Regions from separate parts of the Macaca mulatta genome. Here region 2 is linked to region 1. A link is a contact called in public Hi-C data. All regions are on one chromosome and are shown on one strand. The core of a region is the stretch at or near the end of the contact, and the rest is flanking DNA. Distances in the headings are between cores, read along the strand shown. Region 1 holds the start of LZTS2 (leucine zipper tumor suppressor 2). Region 2 holds the start of KAZALD1 (Kazal type serine peptidase inhibitor domain 1).

The links. A called contact is a pair of places that touch in the nucleus more often than the background predicts.
Region 2: a Hi-C map of fetal cortex germinal zone shows a contact between it and region 1, with 2.5 times the contacts expected there. The contact joins the promoter of KAZALD1 here to the promoter of LZTS2 in region 1. A contact is called at or near these places in 4 of 14 Hi-C or Micro-C datasets (cortical neurons, fetal cortex germinal zone, fetal cortical plate and 1 more).

Annotation. Positions count from the first base shown.
Region 1 is chr9:113,057,501-113,062,139 of T2T-MMU8v2.0, reverse strand. LZTS2 (leucine zipper tumor suppressor 2) reads right to left here and starts at 1,562. Exons shown (of 5, transcript XM_001109817.3): 1 at 1,320-1,562. It overlaps LOC144331270 (a long non-coding RNA gene), which reads left to right and starts at 739. Exons shown (of 3, transcript XR_013398308.1): 1 at 739-923; 2 at 2,999-3,105. TWNK (twinkle mtDNA helicase) reads right to left here. Exons shown (of 5, transcript NM_001194441.2): 5 at 4,202-4,639.
Region 2 is chr9:113,122,547-113,127,124 of T2T-MMU8v2.0, reverse strand. KAZALD1 (Kazal type serine peptidase inhibitor domain 1) reads right to left here and starts at 3,104. Exons shown (of 6, transcript XM_077947355.1): 1 at 2,426-3,104; 2 at 2,108-2,270; 3 at 1,123-1,679. The coding sequence starts at 1,627. LOC144331267 (a long non-coding RNA gene) reads left to right here and starts at 3,206. Exons shown (of 2, transcript XR_013398302.1): 1 at 3,206-4,097.

The DNA.
Region 1 (4,639 bases), core at 313-2,812:
GGGCCAAGGCCTGCCAGAGCTCGCCCGGGCCCCAGGAAGGAGCATCCCCCCCTTCCAGGCCACAGCCCTGGCCGGCTCTCAGCTCTATTTTTAGCTCCATGGACAGGGTTGTTTTTCTTTCTTTTTCCCTGGAAAGGGAAACACAGCCCAGCCACCCTCAGACTCACCCCAGACCCTCAGCCTCACAAGAACAGACTGAGCCCCTCTCCCCAACAGAGCCCCCTCCTCTGGCCTTGCCCTGATCCCTGCCTCCTGGGGCACCGAGAACCTCCTCCCCTTTCTGGCAGCCTGCCCAGCTCAGGCGGCAGCTGGGCTCAGCGTGTGTGTAGGGGTAGGGGGTGGGGCGGGAAGAAGGCATCGAGCTACTGCCCACTCCCTCATTCCCTGGGGGCAGGGGCTCGTCCTCCTTTTTCTAGGGGTCTAGGCCCACTCTGGTATTGAGGGGGCGTTTACACTCATGCATTTTCTGCGGGGGAGGAGACTCCTACTCCGGCAAGGAGTGGAGGTGAGGGTAGGAAGGGGACCCGCAGGCGCTCAGGCAGCTGCTCTCTGGGCTGGCGGGAATAGGCGGGGGCAGCTGTCCACTGCCATCAAGGGCCTGTCTCCGAAACCTTCGGGGATGCAGATACCAAGAATGTGCTGGGGGAAGGACGTACAGGAGCCCAGGTTAACCCCAGCCCTGCCCAGCAGCCCGGCCCTCCTGCTCCGCCCCGGCTCCAGGGGGCGCTGTGCTCCGGTTCCTGGGAGAGGGCTTATCCCGGCTCCAGGAGGAGAATGGAACGCCGTCCGGCCTGGAACCAAGCAAACGCGCCTCGTGGTGGGGTTGGGGGCACAGGCCACTGGTGTGCGGAGCTGTCACGTGCCCGGCGCCTGTTTACGTCTTCGTCTTCACCTGTGGGCGGCCAGGAAGCAGGAACCTCTGGGTGCGTCCCACCCGGCCCGCCCCCGTCGGCGGTCACGGGGCTGCCCCTTTCCCGCACCCAATGCGCGACCGCAGAGTGCCCTGCCCGCTGTGGGTCCGCGCGGGCTGATTGGCGCTGTCCCTGGGAGTGCAAGGGTAGAAAACTGGGCGCGTCCTTTCCGACTGCATGTGTGTTCGCGTGTCCCAAGTGCGGGCGTGGGTCTGTGCACGCGTGTTTGGGGCCCGTCGGCGTGCGTTTTCGTGTCGCTTCCCTGTTTGGACTCTTCGCGGGCGACCCACCAAGTGCGGACCCCCCTCCTCACTCCACCCCTAGCTTCCCCAGAAGCGGAAAGTTCGTTCAGGAGCGGGGATGTGCGGGAAGCAGGAGTTCCTGCACCTCCGCGGCCCCACCACTCACCCAGCGCCACCTGCGCCTCGGCTCCAGCTCTGGCCCCGCTCCTGCTCCAGCGCGCCCACCTCCTTGCCGCGACAACGCCGCCTCCCTAGCCCGCTCCGAACTCTGGGCTCCGAACTCCGGGCTCCGGGTTCCGGGCTCCCGGCTCCCGGCTCCGGGCTCCCGGCTCCCGGCTCCGGGCGCCCGCCTGGCCTGACCTGGTGGGGCGGGGCGGGGCGGCTCAGGCCGCGCCCCCCACCCAGGGAGGGGAGGGGTCTGTCCCGCACTCCACCAACAGCCTACCCAGTTCCCAGCCCCACAGGGACTCGACGGTGGCCGAGGCTGCCCCTCTGGCCTTCGCCTTCACAGTTTACTGGATTTGGTTTTTGACGTGGGGAAGGGGGCGAGCATCTCGTGACCGATAATTCGACTACCTGGCTGCCTTAAACTAAGCTGCCCTATAGAACTTGACTCTGCCACCCTCCCTGCTCCGTTGGGAGCCCAACCCGGTCCACTCTTGACCCAATCCCCAAATATAGGGAAAACCCCTGGGAATCAGACAAAGGAGGCTCGAGTTTCACCAGAGCAGCTCCCACCTGCCCCCACCATGCACACACCTCAGCGTGGGGCTGCCCAAGCAGAACCAGCACAGCCCCCTCCCTAGAGTAGGTGTCTGCCCAGGTGAGCAGGCCTGCCGGTTCTGACCCCCCACGGGGCATGACTGGGCTTCTCTTAGACTCATAAAATCCTACCCACAGGCACAAACAGGAAGTTGTCCTGTATTGCAGGGAGGCCCCAGGGGCTCCCACCCGCCATGGCACTCAAGGCAGCATGTGGGAAGGTCTTTAGGTATCTGGGCCATATGGGCTGCTGGAGACCTCGGTGAGTTGTTGTTTTTTGAGACGGAGTCCCGCTGTGTCGCCCTGGCTGGAATGCAGCGGGCGCGATCTTGGCTCATTGCAACTTCAGCTTCCAAGGTTCAAGTAATTCTCCTGCCTCAGCCTCCAGAGCAGCTGGGACTAGAGGCATGTGCCACCACGCCACTAAAAATACAAAATACACTAATTTTTGTATTTTTAGTAGAGACGGGGTTTCACCATATTGGCCAGGCTGGTCTCGAACTCCTGACCTCGTGATCCACCCACCTCGGCCTCCAAAAGTGCTGGGATTACAGGTGTGAGCCACCACACCCGGCCGAGCTGTTTATTATTAAACCCATCCACAGCAGAGAGGAAGCTGCTGGAGGACCAAAGCTGCCCCCTCATAGCCAAGTGTGACATACACTATCAGTTAGAGGACAAGGCTGTAGATCCAACTGGACCTGGCTTAGCCAGGCCTTTCCTGAGTTCTCGGGGAAATGTTTTTGAATTTTTTTTTTTCTTCCCAATCCACTGAACCTGTGAGTCAGGGAGATTCTTAACATCCAGTTGGGTGTAGGCAGACCAGTCCTATCCCAGGGAATCTGCACAGGCCCTAGGGACCCCCCACTGCTTTCTAGAATCCAGGGATCTGAACAGGCTGGGCCCGATCATGATGTGGGTGTTTAAGGCAGGTATGGAGTAGAATGTGTTTGTGCAGGGGGTGGGGCTGGGGAGAGTATTAGCTTCCCCTCCACCTCATCCTTCTGGTTTGTGCTGTGTGGGGATGTCTACTAGAAGGGTGGGGCAAGACAAACAGACAAGTCTGTATCCCTCTATCCCCAGTTCACAGAGACCTCACAAAGGTCCCCTACTGGAAACCCCTAAAGGATCTCCTGGGAACCCACCAGGCATTCTAGGGAGACAGGAACGTGGAACCCACATCCTTACAGGTAGGACTGATCTGGTATTGTGCCTCTGGAAGGCATGGCTGCTGTTCAGTGTTACAGACTCTGGATGAAGCCTAGACCAGTCAACGGCTGGGAATGATTACTGCGGGATTAGGGAAGCCTGGCTCCAGCCAGTCTGGGAGAGACCCCCAAGAAGGGAGGCCCTGGAGGAGCTCTCCCCACCCCCCAGGTTCTTCCTCACAGAGAGCAGCTTTCCAGCAGCCTTGCTCTGGATGTTTCAGGAGACATTTGTGGCCAGAGTTCTCACACTGCAGAGACCACAGACCCCTCCACCAGTCCCAGAAGCCCCTTTATAAGTTGAAAGGAACAGCCTGACAAAGCAGCTCTGCATCCAAAGGGAGCAGGAAACCTTCCCCCAACCCTTACAAAAGGATTCTCCCCAGCCCCCTCAGAACATCTTGCATTCTCACGACTCTTTTAGGGAAATCCAAAGGGAAACTAGGACTTTTGGATATCAGAGGACAAGAGATGAGGTGTCATCATTTAGGAACACTTTTGACAGTCCCTCTGGATCACCTATTTTACAGTCTCCTCCAGGGTTTGTTAAAAATGAGGATTACTGTAGCCCTCGTCAGATCTCCAGAATGAGAACCGTATGTGGTGGAGGATGGGGGGAGAATGGGCCCTGGGTTCTGCATTTTTCACAAGTCCCCAGGAGTTCTGGCACATATCAACATATGAGAAACATGGAAAGGGTACAGGAGGGAGAAGGATGGGGGGTGGACAGAATATGTTGAGTCCACTTGAGAGATGAGTGGCTCACATCACAGAGGAATGGCCAGTCAGGCAGGGCCTAGGCATGTGGCCCAGTGATTGAGTACCTGTGCCAGTAATCACTCAAGATCCTCAGGGAAGTTAGCTATGAGAACAGACCATTTTGTCTTCCCTAGGTCAAGAGGAGATGTAAAGGGGAGGTAGGGGGTGAAGGCCCTTTAATGTCCCTGCTTCCTTGGGAGCCCACTGCTCAAAGGATGCAAACGGTGGGAGGGACCCGTCCATTCCCAATCCCCAGAGGGAAATACAGCTACGGACTGGGGAGACACCTGGTGGATGAATAAGAAAAAGCACAGAAACAAAGGCAATGGAAAAATTTTTTAGTAAAACTGGAAAAGGCTCTACAAAATGTCTTAATTCCAGCTGTCTTGAGGCAGCACACAATAGCATCAGTGTCTAGGTGGCAGGCACTCCGGGCTGACAGGTTCCTCCCATGGCTCTATGGCCAAGCAACCCAGCCCGAGGCAGCTCCCACCCGTGAGGCCCTGATGTTGCAGGCCTAAGCACCTAGGATCCAATTCTAGTACATGCCACCTCATGCCAGGCTCTACAAAGTGGAGAGCAGAGGGGCTTGGTACCCACTGTATCGCCCTTTGACTCTGAAAGCCTAGGCTGGAGTTTTGCATGAAGTCCCCGACTCTCCTGAAGATTCAGGGGGCCTGACCTTACTGCCTTGAATCTGACCTGCTCATTCCTACCTCAGGGCTTGGATTTCCTTTTCTCTGCCTGGGTCCCCTTCTCC
Region 2 (4,578 bases), core at 1,855-4,354, 63 kb before region 1:
ATGATACACAAATTTTTGTGGACATGCTTGTGGCAGAACACAATATATGCTGAGGTAAATACATATCCATAAACACACCATGACACACACAGGTACACACAGATGTGGATGCTGGTACACACAAGGGTACCACGCAGACGTGGAGATAGATATACATGCACATGTGCACATAGGACCTCATGCAGACTCAATGCACAAACAAGCACACACACCTACACTGTAGCTTGGCAGCCACTCTGTCCCCAACTGCTCTCCTGTCCTCATTCCACCCTCCCCAGCCTTTCCCGCAGTGCCTATAACTAAAACCTTCCAGATACCCGTTCCCCTTTTCTAAACAGGCCCAGTTCCCAAAGGCGGAAAAGCAGCCGTTCCCTACACAGCGGGACCCCCTGGGGGAGTCCCCCGGCAAGGCGGAGAACCTGAAGCTGGACTTGTGCAACAGGCAGGAGGCCTGCAGGAGTGCAGGAAATTGCTGGGATCCCCGCGGGGTGTTTGTTTTCTGACTGCCCCAGCCGAGCCAGACACAGAGCCGGGGCTCAGGAAGTGAAAGTTACTAAAGCTGCCAAGGAAAGCTAGAACCCTGAATGGCCCCCAGTCCCCGGGGATAGAGAGAGAACTAGCTGAGCTTCCTGCTCCTCTTCACTAATCCCTAAACGCAGAAGAAAGGAGAGAGGTGGGGAGACTGAGTGAACAGACTGCTCTAAGAATCTGCCCAAATGAAACGTGATTGCATCTCACATGAACCCGTTTTGCTGCCTGGACTCCACTGGTCTGGGAAAAGTGTGTGTCGACAAGGGGTTCTGAGCAAACCATAGGCTATGTGCCCGCGCCCTCAGAGGACCTGTCTCTCCCTGCCAGCCAGCTCTGGAGCTTTCACATGGTTCAGCGCATGCAGCTTGCTGACGAAGCCTGGGACCCTCACTCCACTCCACTCCCCCACCCCCACCTTCAGGTGGCAGCTTCTATGGACCAGTAGCGAGAGCAGGGTTTTATACTGGACTCGAGGCCTCTATGGCCTTATCTATTTTGATCTGTTGGCCAGAGACCAACGCCGTCAGGGGTCGGGGAGCAGTGCCTTTAGGAAACCTAAGTGCTGGGGTGGGGGCCCCGGGCCGTGCGTACCCGATTCGCAGGGCCCCGGGTGTGCCACAGTGAGGTTGGCAGCGGGCCGAGCGCGGGCCGCCTCCTGCAGGCGGCAGATCTGGGCGTAGGTGTGACCGTCGGACCCACAGAGCGGGCTCTGCGAGCGACAGGCACACAGCGGTTCTGGCACCTCTCCGCGGCTCAGGTCGCCGCCTGTGTCCAGCCGGCACTCAAGCTGCTCGCCGCAGTGCCCGTAGAAGTGAGCACTGGGGTCCAGGTCGCAGAGCTGGCCCTCGAGGTTGGCGCATTCCCAGCAGCAGCCGCACGCGTCGCGCACCCAGCCCGCCAGGCAACCCCGCGGCGCGGCGCACTCTTCTGGCCGGCAGGGAGCGCAGCCCTCGCCCTCCGCTAGCAGCCGCAGCCAGCCGCGCCGCAGGTAATCTGGGCCTGACGACGGCCTTGCGCCGGTCGGGAGCGGCGTCCGCACCATCAGCAGTAGCAGGAGCACAGACAGCGCCAAGGCAGCTGCGGGCGGCGGCGGCATGGTTAGCGGGAAGCCCTGCGAGCACTCGGGGCATCAGCGCGTTCGTGGCACCCTGCCAGGAAGGGACGCCAGGTCAGGAGGTCAGAAACGGGACCTGTGCCGAAAGACCAACCTCACTGCTTCTTGTACCAAAGCATGACGCTAGCATCGCCCCCTCCCCTGCTACCAAGTAGACTCCCCCAACACATTAGGCCTAGTGACCCTCTAGGGATTATCCAGTTATGGCAGTTAGCAATCAGTTGGGCTGTTCTCGGGGGTGGCTGGGAGGGAAGAAAGGTGAGGAAGGGGTGATAAGGATCAAGCGCACGCACACCCACCACGAGCACCACTTCCGTGCACCATCCGACTCCGATCCCTGGCCCCTGAGCATCCTTGCCCAAAGAGAATGGACGGCTCCAGAAGTAAGAAGCTGTTAATGGGGGGTGGAAACAGCGGGAGCTGATGCCCCCTTGCTTATGGCCTGGGGCACAGAGTGCTCACCTAGTGTCCGGGACTAGGCCCTTCGCAGCAGCCGTGATTCGAGTCCGAAAGAAAAGGTTATGGAAATAAAGCAGGGGCGCAGTCAGCCGGGCCCGCCAGCCACCTCTGCTCCGGCCTGAGGACTTCTGAGAGAGCCCACGGACTCGGATTCAGAAAACAGCTCCTCCGCCCCCTCTCTCCGCCCCTCGATTTAGCGCACCCGCCTTCCCACTGGTTCTAAGGCTGCCAATTTTATGTAGCCACACGGGACCCTCCCGGGTCATTTCCCCCAGCCTGGCCCAAAGTCACAGTGCGAGCAGAGGAGCCGTAACCAGACACCGAGGCTAGGAGAGAGGAAGGGGGTGAGGACCAGAGGCGGGGAGTGGGGGTAGGAGTTTGGCTGGGAAGCTCAAAGTGTTGGCTGAACGGCTAGGCCCTGTCCCATCTGCCTTTACAGTCTCTGGCGTCGGCGAGGGCAGCTGCATAAGGGGGAAGCGGCAGGAGCTCTGCTGCCAAGTCATTTTACGTCGATGTCGGGGCGCCCCTGGAGGGCAGGACCAACCAACTTCGCCTCCCCGCAGCCCAGGGCTGGTTCCGGGGAGCGACTGCAGGCTTGCCCACCCAGCTCCCCCACCGAGGCGCTGACAGACTGGGCGCCTACATCTGCCTTCCCTCATCTGGCCTACTCCTTCCTCCCCACATCCGGCAGGTGCTGCAACCCGCGGGTGAGCCGGGTGATTCGGGGTCGGAGCTAACCAGCGGCCGCAGGGAGAGGCGGGCTGGGCCTCCCAGGCGGGCGTCCCTCGGGTCGGGATTACAGGTTACGGTTGCGAGGCTGGCAGGGCCGGAGGCACTCGGCCGCGCGGCCGCCACCACTGCCACCGTGGCACTTTGTGCCGGGGGCGGGGAGGAGAGCATTCCTGGAGGCCCGCCCGCCAAACCCGGGTCGCGCAGGCCCCTCCCCGGACGGCCCCAAGGGGCTCAGAGAAGCCGCGGCGCAGTCCAGCTCGCTGGGGGCGGGGGACAGAAATCGGCGGCCGGCGAGGGGGCGGCACTTAGCCAGGCTCCGCCCACAAGGCCTGGCTGTGGTGCCCGCCCGCCTGCGCGGGATCGACTCCGCATGCGCACTGGAGCCCTGGAATCCAACCGGCACTCTCCTTTCGGAGAGCGCCCCTGAGTTGGGCCAACCCCATTCATTCAGGGGCTCACGAGCCACGTAGGCGCCATCCCTGGCGAGAGGGGTTCTGAGGAGGGGGGCAAGGGCAGACACTCTCTCCTGGTCTCAAATTCAAAAGAGGGACTAGAAGGGAACTTCACGCGTGGCCTCGCAACTGTCGCGAGAATCAGAACAGGAACTCTACGAACCGAGAACACTAAGAGCCCGCGGATTTTAAACAGGAAAAAGAAAGGGCGGAGCCAGCTCTGGCGGATAGTTGTGAGTAATCCCTGGTCCTTGGCCTAAGTGTCGACCTGGGGCAGAAGGGGAACTGTCAGAGAGCTGCCGGAAACCGTGAAAAAGACCAGAGACAGGGACTTGTGGGGCTGACGAATGGAGTCAACCAAGGAGAGGTCTCTGGCTCTAACAAAACACCTTGGGGACGGAACTCCTTGTCCGGGATACAGAGCAGAAACAAGTCCGGGATCTCTTAATGAATTGCTGCCGGCTTCTAAGGCCTGGAGCTGATATTTCAACAACAAACTCCACAGACCTGGAAACTCTTCACTTATCCCACTATTGTAGACAGTTGCTTACTTTCAGTCTTTCCTATGCTCTAAGCTTCTGGTAGTAGGAATCGTGCCTAACTCACTACTGTATCTTGTGAACCTAGCCCCGAGTCAGGTGGCACGGCAAATTCTTGGTAAATATTTGTGGATTAAATGTGAAAGACTGCCTGAGTGTTTAACCTGGATTTTCTGAGTCGCTGATGGAGAACAGTAGATAGACGGGGAACCATCGCCCTCTGGTGGACTTGTGGTTAGTGACGAGAACATCCTGGAACCGTGCATCCAGGTAGGCACAAAGATAATAAAAGGGGATCCGCTGTTACTAAGTAGAGATTTTGTTCTTGTAAAACCCTACATACCGTAAAAATACTTTTAGAAGGGAGTTTTTTGAATAGGACACAACTTGAGAGTTTAGATACATTCCCCGATCCTCAGCATCCCATACTTCATCCGTCAAGGCTCCAAAACTTTCAGTAACATATATGCGCATCGTAAATAGTAAAGAGATAGCAAATAATTTTGCGTATTTATACTTTGAAAACGTTTACTCGGTTTTGTGCAAAACAGGCCAAAGGGAAGGGATTCTCTAGCCTAGATGATGTGAATACTGCTAGGGAGAGGAGCCAGGTGGCAGCATCCTTTGCATTTAATGAGGGAGACTAGATCCAGATGGGCAGGGTGACGTTGAAATTTGTTGAATAATAGATGATCCCGCCTCTTTTTTCCCCTTTTCCTGCAGACGCTTGTACTGAAGAAGGAATGAGGTA